3 separate regions of the Zea mays genome follow, and all the other regions are linked to region 2. Evidence: chromatin contacts called from public Hi-C data. All regions are on one chromosome and are shown on one strand. The core of a region is the stretch at or near the end of the contact, and the rest is flanking DNA. Distances in the headings are between cores, read along the strand shown.

Region 1 (3,014 bases), core at 319-2,818, 200 kb after region 2:
GCCAAATGCAGGATTTTTGCTTGGGCCTCAGATCAGTTCATAATTAAGACGACTCATTATTTCCTACAAAATCAAAGAGGATAGCTGCAACAGACATGTTTGGATCTGGATGATTGGATCATAATTAGATGTTAGAATTTCACAACAATTAAGCAAGCATAGCACAATATACAATATTACCAACTACAGTATCACACTATCACTACAATGAAATCTGAAAACAACAGTTTCCAACCAAAACATGTACTAATATACTTCAATATTCAATAACGCAACACATATCTCATCGCTTCAATGCAACAAAACAGTCAGAATTTCTACACATCGGCTTCAGAGCTACAGAAGGTATATAGATTCAAGAGATAATATTAATCTCTCACTTATTCAGCTGCAATCTATGCAGCAAGTCCAGTATTGTCCCAGAAGACTCCGCTTCCGCAGTGAGCTCTCTCACTATCAACTCCGCAGCCCTCAAGTCCTCCCTCGCATCAGCATTCAACACAAGATGGGAGAAATGATTATCCAGCAACACTCCCAGCGCCCTAGCCACTGCTCCAAACGATGGCACAATGTCACACTGGTCCAATTCAAGCATTTCCACAGCCTCCGGACACATGTGAGCTTCCAAGAACCTCCGATACTTGCCAATCCACATGTTGAGATATCTCATCAGCTTGATTACCTCCTCACCATCGAGTTCAGCCACAGCCGCTCCAAGCACCACGGAATCCACAATCTCTGATGCAAATAGGTAATGCAGGCACACCTCTGGAGAGGTGAACCTATCGTACCCCATCATGAGCAGCAGCGCCACCCGCCTCGTCGCAGCGTCAACTCTCTTCCTCTTCCCGGCGCTCTTCCCCTGACACCTGTTGACCGCGAGCACTGCAGCGTCCTTCCATCGGCCCTTGACGTCGATCATGGCGTCGTAGGCCTTATCGGAGGCCGGCGAGAGGAAGCAGCGGAGCGCGGCGAGGATCTCGGAGGAGCGGATGTCGGCGGCCTGGCGAAGTAGGGCGCAGACAAGGTCGACCTGGTCCTTCTTGCATAGCGAGGAGATGAGTTCCGGTGGCGGGTGCGGGAGGAGGCGGGATTCCGCAAGAGCAAGGAGGATGTCGTGCCCGGCGAGGCTTGCCGCCTTGGAGGCCACAAGGGAGGAAATAGCAGCGGGGAAGTAAGGGGCGACGGCGCGGATGGTGGCGGGAAGGGCTGCCGCCGGGGTTGAGAGTGCGAGGGATTGGGACAGAGTGGTGATGAAGTCGGTGAGAAGGATGCGGAGGCGCGGGAGGGAGGAGCAGGAGTCGAGGGAGGCTGCGAGGTAGGAGGCGGCGGTGGCGATGGCGGGGTCGGCGGGGGAGAGCGACCAGGCGGAGGGCGGGATTGAGGTGGGGAGCGCGGAGGATGTCGGCGGCGGCGGCGTGGCACCCGGGGTGATCACGATAGGATGGGCCTTCTCGCTGGAGCCGGTGGCGGGGTTAGTGATAGCTGCGAGGAGGGTCATTTGAATTCTTGCCGCCTTGCCGGCGCCGACGAGAGGGGGCAACGGTCGAGAAGGGGTTAGGGCTTCGGGAGGAAGAAAAGGACAGGAATTGGGGGTAGGGACGTGGTGTGATTTATATGGAGAGGAAAGAGACGTGTGGGCCTTGGATTGTAGACGCGAGGGGCTATGAGGCTGAGATTGGCCTCCAACTCTGCGGTTACCGTGTCGGGCTGTTTACGTGTTTCTCAAATGGACCTCTCACTTTCTCGGCCCTAGAGACTTATGGGACTTTACCCTTACAATGCAATCAAGTCCGGGCAATCCAGACCGAACCCTGAGAAACGGATACGTTTTTTTAACTTTTTTAATTCGTTTACAAATTCATATTTATATTTACAAAATTCATACCTTTATAGAGACTTATGACAACTCTACTACTCCATTCGTTCTAATTTATAATTCGTTTGACTTTTTTAACATAAGTTTGACCGACTTATCTTATTAAAAATATTCATATTTATTACTATTTTTTACTATGATATTGTTTAGCATATAATAATATACTTTAAGTATGTGTTTGGATTTTTTATTTTTTTCAAAAAAAATAATAATACGAGCCGATCAAACTTGGCATAAAAAGTCAAACAAATTATAATTTAGGATGGAGTGAGTACTATTCAAAAGTTTACAAATTAGATAAGAGTATCGATATTCATTACACAAAACATATGTACTATAAAAATATATGTCATGACGGTCTAGTAATACTTATTTAATATCATAAACATTGGTTTTTTATAATTTTGATCAACTTAAAATGACATGATTTAACTAGGTTATGATTATATTGCTTATCGGAGAAGGTGAGAGCACCATGAGGAGGGTGAATAGATGATCCTGTAAAATCAAACACTAAATAGCCACAAACTTGATTATAGAAATGTTAGTGTGAGTTAATCAAGTTGCTATGAAGCGATCTTCTTGTGAACAAAACAATAATAGAGAAAAGCAATCATAAGACACACAATTTTTATCCCATGGTTCGGCCAAGTAACACTTGCCTACTTCCACGTTGTGGCATCCCAATGGATGAGGGTTGCACTCAACCCCTTTTAAGTGATCCAATGATCAACTTGAATACCACGATCTTTTCCTTTAGAGTATTCTTCCCGTTTGCGAGGAATCTCCACAATTTGGAGCCTCTTACCCTTATAATATAGATCACAGAGAAGCACAAGAGTAAGGGAGGGAAAGCAACACACACAAGACTCGAATCCGCAGCACACCCACGCACACAAGCTAAGACTTGAGCTCGAAACACAGCACAGAGAGTTCACAACTCTAACGGAGCTCAAATCACTAACACAATCGATCAAATGCGCGGAGGCGGAGTCTGGGAGTCTTAGGATGTTTCTTGAATGCTTGGTGATAGTCGCCTAGAGGGGGGTGAATAGGGCGAAACTGAAATTTACAAATATAAACACAACTACAAGCCGGGTTAGCGTTAGTAATAAAGAAACGAGTCCGCGAGAGA
Region 2 (2,854 bases), core at 238-2,737:
TCATAATTCCCAGTGGTCCACAGCTACTGACTTCTTTAGCACGTACTCTGTATCCCCTCATGGTCATTTTACTGTGTCAGGGCAGTATAAAACATGCTATATGGATAGGCCAATCTGCAGAGTTTCAGACTAATTGGTGGTCGCTCTGGGTGTTTTGGTTGCTTACAAGCATGTCGAGAAGTTATTCTCTACTGGGCGCATATGAAAGATACTTATTATACTATCAAGAACTATACATGTCACTGCATTGCATCTTCTACGTGTCAACAAGCAAAGGCTGAGCGTGTGCGTTACCCTAGTCTGCTGTGCAAATCGCTTCCTATTCCTGACATGGCTTGGAAGGTGGTGAGCTTACCTCAGATGCTCCATACATTGTTGTCCTACTCAGTGGGCTCATTTAGCTGAATATACAAGTGGACCTCGTAGCAGCAATCTCAAGGGTGTTACACGTTCGTGCAACCATTTGATTGTATATTGAAATAATAAAAAGTCCCCAAAAAATCGCCTGCTCGCTCGCGTGCAAAGATAAGGGACGCCCGGCCACGCATCATACATACATGCCCCTGTCTATCCTGGATTGGCAGCAGGATAGGGCAGCATCACCAGACATGCTTGCTGCTACTTTCCAGTGGAACAGACAGACAGAGCAAGAGGCTGTGTTGCCCACTTGTATTCATTTCATTCCATCAAGCATGGCGCTGCCTGCTGGTGGCGAGTCCCCATCCAAGCCCTGCTTTCTCCCCTGTACCCTTTGTTTCGGTGTCATGGATGCATGATTAGAATTTAGAGAAGAGGAGGAGAAAAGAAAGAAAAAAAAACGGGGGACTCCACTTTGAGACGACCGGAGCTGCGGATGAGTAGAGTAGTCAAGCAAAAGCCGCAAAAGCCTCTCTATCTACTCGCAATTGCCGTGCCACCGACCGGTATCTTCTCTGCATGATTCAGCTGCTTCGGAGCTGTTGGAGTTGGACATTGAAGATGGAAGACTTGCCAGTCCCTTGGGTCTCAAGCGATCAGGGGGTTGCCATGGAAGTGAACTCGTCAGCTTTGTATTGTACGTACGTACGTCCATTAAATGGAGATTAGAGAGGACGGAGACCTGCTTTTGTTTGCAGGACATTAAACTCTCTAAAAGACAGTCCAATTGACATCTGGTAGGCTGTCTCCTACTCTCCGCTGTATAGGCATCAGCTCGCTAACGTGAATTCCTGACCCTGATCAGGACTCAGGTCCATGGACGTCAACCGTGGCCGTCGCTGTCAGTTAACATTGTCCAGGCTCCAGGGACCCCAGCCCTTTCGCCGGCAGGAAGGTGACTGTACCGCTGCAACGAGGCGCGGCACCGACACTCCGTTCCATCATCACAGGCAGCCTCCCAAACTAACGAGCCTAGCGTGGCCTGGGACGGCTACGGTCGAGTGCCCGTCGGCTCACAGTCACAGCGTCTCCAAGCTATTTGAGCCATTGGTACTGATACGGCCGGAGTTAAGGACACGTCATCTTCACACCCCCACCCCACACGCTACGCTGCGGTACGGACACGGTACAGCCTCATCGCCACGCCACCGACGAAAGAAAGCTTGGACGAGTGAAGGGAGATGCCGCCAGCAGCTCCGCGCCGAATAATCCTGCTGGCCGCGGCGGCGGCGGCGGCGGCGCTGCTGCTGATGTGGCCGGCCGCCCGCGTCACGGCCGACGACGGCAGCACGGCATTCTTGCCGCCGCCACCGGGGCCCGCGTCGCCGTTCCCGTTCTGCCCGGCGCGGCCGCCTGGGGTGTCGTCGGGGCCGTTCCCCTGGTCGCCGCCGTCGTCGTCGCCGCCGCCGCCGCCGTCGGTGGCGATGTTCCCTCAGGACCCGGGGTTCCTGCCGTCGGGGGCGTGCCCCGTCGGCGGCGCGGCGGTGGCGTGGCTGCTGCTGCTGCCGCTGCTCGCTGTGCTCTCTGCTTTCTTGCCGCTTTCGCAGTGACTCTCGCGGTTGCTGCCCCTGGATGGATGTGATGTGTCCGTAGTCGCTCAGTTGGATCGGAGATCAAGATTTACTTATTTTTTCTTTTTTTTTTAACGAAGCTAGGAAAGAGGCATTCTTTCTTGTTTGCCTTTCTTTCTTTCTTTCTTTTCGAAGGCATAGCCACATAGGTCTGTCTGTTTCTTTCTTCTCGAGAGAAGGGATATCTTCGTGTACAACCGTGTGGCTCCATTCATGCAATCCAGGACTCGGCAGATACAGCTTTTGAGTAAAACAAATCTCGCTGGCGTTACAGGTTCTGAAATTTCACTAACTTTGCTTCAGAGCGCTCGCTTCGCTTGTGGCTTGGAAACTCAAATTCTCTCTCTCGGGTTTGGAAGGGATTGAGGACTAATTTCTACTCCAATCTACTCCAATCCAAAAAGGGAATTGGAGTTCCAAAACTAGCCCTAACCATTGTTATTGCCCTACGTGACTGAGTAATCAGTGTTCTTATTATTACTATATAATAACTGTCTGAAAATGTTTCAGGAGGAACGATACAATGCGTACCAATCTACCATCGAGTCTAATGGAAGTGGTACAGGTACTGGTGTGATGTCGTACGTCTCTCAGCCTCAGCGGCTCTCTCCTCCCCCGATCAGTACAACGAAACAGTGTTGGACACTGTCTGTTCGTCTCTCAGTCTCTCTTCCCCCATCCGACAGTCCGACGCTTATAACTGCAACACATCTCTTCTTCTTCTTTTTTACTTCTCCAATCAAGAATTAATTAAACTGGAGTGTGAATTATCAGACGACATCAGGTCCCAGACCCCATCGGTACCAGAGCGCAACGGCGCACCGGATTCCATCACCATCATCATCTCTAAAAAAAACCCAAAAGGA
Region 3 (3,177 bases), core at 22-2,521, 240 kb after region 2:
TCAGCTTCAAAATGAGACCAATTGCCTCTTGCGACATTCTAAACCGGCCATTTTCTTAAATGAGACCAATTGGACAATTGGTTGATGGGTCGTCGATCGTCGGAACAAAATCTATGTGCTACCAGCTAATACTATAGGATTGTTGAGCGTCTAAAAAAGCAACAGGGTACCTGCTAGGTGATGATGACACAGGTTAGAAATTCGAAATTGGGTGCGTTATTACCCTAGCAGGTTTCTCAGAATATGCTATGCTTCTGAATATACCCTTAATCACTAAGTTGCTAACAAAAATGAAGGACATGTCTTCGATTTACACCATGGTAAAACTAAAAATAAATAGGCATCAGTAGGTCAGAACTACTAGTACTACTGACGATTACAGGATTGAACATGAACGGGTCACAACTCTGCAATCTTGCAGATTTTTTGCACCAATTCCTTTTTTAAAAGGTATAACAAAACTCATCAGATTAATAAGCCGCCACGACTAAAAAAATGAAAGAGGAAGGAACATAGCAAAACTAGTTCCATAGGTGCGGATTTTATAAAATGACAAAATCGGCTGATGCTGCGAAGAGGCGACACTACAGAGACTGCAACGTTTATGACAATCGGCGGGCGCATGTGGCAGGAAAAAAACGAAGCAATCGATGAGGTACTTGCCGAATTCGGTGTAAAATGTATCATACTTTCGAAGAATTCAATAAAGCGATTCACCCCGAAAGCAGAGCAAGGCTTATCGGATTTATCAGAGGAGGCCGTGCAGATTTTTCTCCTTTTGTTAGAAAAAGGAAACAGAATCACGCAGAAGAGAAGGCAAAGGGTTCGCTTAGCGGCAGCGGCAGCGGCAGCCCCACTAGAAGCAGAACGCACCTCTCGTCCCTGACGGCGAGGTTGAGCAGCGCGAGCAGCGCGGCCTCCCCAGCCTCGGGCGCGGGGGAGCGGAGCATGGCGACGAGCGGGTCGACGGCCGCGGCGAGCTTGCGCCGGTGCCTCGCGGACGCCCTGGTGAGGCGGCGCACCTCGCGGGCGGCGTCCACCTCCCCGGCGCGCACCCGGTCGACGAGCGCCCGCAGCGCCGCCGCCTCGGACGGGCGCTCCGCCGCCGCCGCCGCCAGCGGAGGCGGCGAGGCAGGGGACGCCTCCCCGGAAGAGCACGCCTCCGGCGACTCCATCTTCGACTGTCGCGATCGGAGTAGCCGGTGTGGGACGGGGTCCGCCGGTCCTTGCCGCGCCTCTCTCCGTTTGTGTGTGTGTGCGCGAGAGAGCGCGAGGGAGAGAGACGGGGAGCGAGGTGGGGGCAACAGCGCTGCTTCTTATTGCCGTCAGATCAGGACAAGGCCGGGCGACGGCGACGGGAGGTTAACTGACGGCGACGGTTGTAGAGCTGCGTTTTCCTAACTCCGTTCCGTTCCGTTCCGTTCCGTTCCCGTCGGGTGTCTTTTTTTTCTCCTTCTTCCGTTTAGCTAGTTACTGTGTACTACTACTGCTGGTGCATGAATGCGCTGTTTCGGGGTAGGGTGGCAGTTCATGGACACGGTAATAGTTGCAACCATGTGGCACCTCCAGCTGGCAGCGCATCGCAGCCCGATCGGATCAGCCAGGCGCCAGCCTTCCATATGTCACGAACCAGGTCTGTTCATTTGAAAAAGGAATTTGAATTTCCTCAAGCATAGACTAAGTTATTTTTTAAGTGTTTCCTACAGAGGCCAAAGTTCTTTTAGGCCGTCTACATCAGCTCTCATGTCTTATTCACTGTAAACAGTATCAAACAGTGTTGCGTCTTCTATTTTACACGATCTACTGAAGATAGCCTTATAGCTGAAAACAAAGAATATTTGATGGTTTTCATTAGTATAAGCTTTGTGTTTGGAAATACCATATCATAGTGCCTACTAGTCTAGCCTTGACTCGATGTTCAATAGAGATAATCTTGTTGCGTAGCAAAGCACAGAAGATCATGCCTAGGAAGCCACCTCAATGGCGCGCATGGCCGGGTTCGACTCCCACATTATCGAGAAAGTGCACGTGAGTGCGCACTAATAGGGTGTTGTGTTCTCTATGGTCCCAAGTAGCAAAGGATCAAACACCGAAGGCACGACGTGGAGTCATGTCATTATATGTGATTTAATTTGAGCTTTCCATTTGTACAGGAGAGGAGTTCGATCGTTTCTCTAAGCTTTCCATCTATATAATAGATAACAAATTATATTTATAAAAAATCCGCTGTAACAACGTACACACAATAATTCTTATTTTGATTCCAAATAAAGAATACATACATACATACATACATACATACACAACGACAACAGACTTGATCACTTGGTGGCAAACGAAAACGATCGAGAAAACGGATGGAGAGATCGGGACGCATCATCTTCTATCGCGGAGCATCACAAAGCGGTAAGCATATGCATGGTCAGGACGGCAAGTCGACAGCGAGCCAGTGCACTCCTCGTCGTCATCAACTTCCGAATCAGGCAGGCGCACACTAACTACGCCTGGAACCTCCCTCTGCGGTCTCCATCTGCGCACGTATATATACAGGACTATTACTCTAGTCTAATCGCCGGCCGTGGTTAATCGGCGAGCGCGCAAGAAGACGTGGATGGCCGCTCGGCCCGACGACGACAACAGCCGGAGGCCCGCGGCAGAGGGGGCGGTGGGACGCGTAGGAATTCCTGTGGATCCGCCCGCGCGACCGGTCGGTCTCGGGACGGACCAATTCAGGTGGGTGGGTAGAGTAGAGTAGAGTAGAAGAGTGGATCGGTCGGCTACGGATCGGCCAATTCATGCACCACGATGGCGATGCTGTTAATCTTCAGCTCGGCCGTGGCTTAATTTTATTTTTACTGCCACCGCCGCCGGCGACGGACTGCTTCACGGCCGCAGCTGCAGCGTGCGCTCCATGAATCATATCAGATTTCAGGACACAGATGCTTAAAAATAAGGCAGCGTATCCTTTACGCAAAGAAGTAAGGTGCTCCATGCGCAAAATGCATCCAACCGATCCGTTCTGTATCCACGATGTTATCACATTTTTGCAAATAAGTCCTCACACGCTCCCCGCGTTATGGTTGTTCATTAAAAAAACCTAGTACACCGTTGGATATTGGACGGATGAGTTGGATGCATTTTGCGCATGGAAGCACCGACGTCCTTTGCGTACAGGAT

What was found. Hi-C and Micro-C count contacts between places; a contact is called where the count stands out from the background.
Region 1: a Hi-C map of ear shows a contact between it and region 2, with 4 times the contacts expected there. The contact joins the promoter of LOC100280435 here to the promoter of LOC109941993 in region 2. A contact is called at or near these places in 2 of 25 Hi-C or Micro-C datasets (ear and tassel).
Region 3: a contact with region 2 is called in a Hi-C map of bundle sheath, with 2.6 times the contacts expected there. The contact joins the promoter of LOC100281292 here to the promoter of LOC109941993 in region 2. A contact is called at or near these places in 5 of 25 Hi-C or Micro-C datasets (bundle sheath, ear, endosperm and 2 more).

Annotation. Positions count from the first base shown.
Region 1 is chr8:9,214,875-9,217,888 of Zm-B73-REFERENCE-NAM-5.0, forward strand. It overlaps LOC100280435, which reads right to left and starts at 1,569. Exons shown (of 1, transcript NM_001153356.2): 1 at 179-1,569. The coding sequence starts at 1,501. The coding sequence ends at 377.
Region 2 is chr8:9,011,468-9,014,321 of Zm-B73-REFERENCE-NAM-5.0, forward strand. LOC109941993 (proline-rich transmembrane protein 1) reads left to right here and starts at 1,488. Exons shown (of 1, transcript NM_001364485.1): 1 at 1,488-2,185. The coding sequence starts at 1,599. The coding sequence ends at 1,967.
Region 3 is chr8:9,252,044-9,255,220 of Zm-B73-REFERENCE-NAM-5.0, forward strand. It overlaps LOC100281292, which reads right to left and starts at 1,272. Exons shown (of 2, transcript NM_001367957.1): 1 at 874-1,272. The coding sequence starts at 1,175.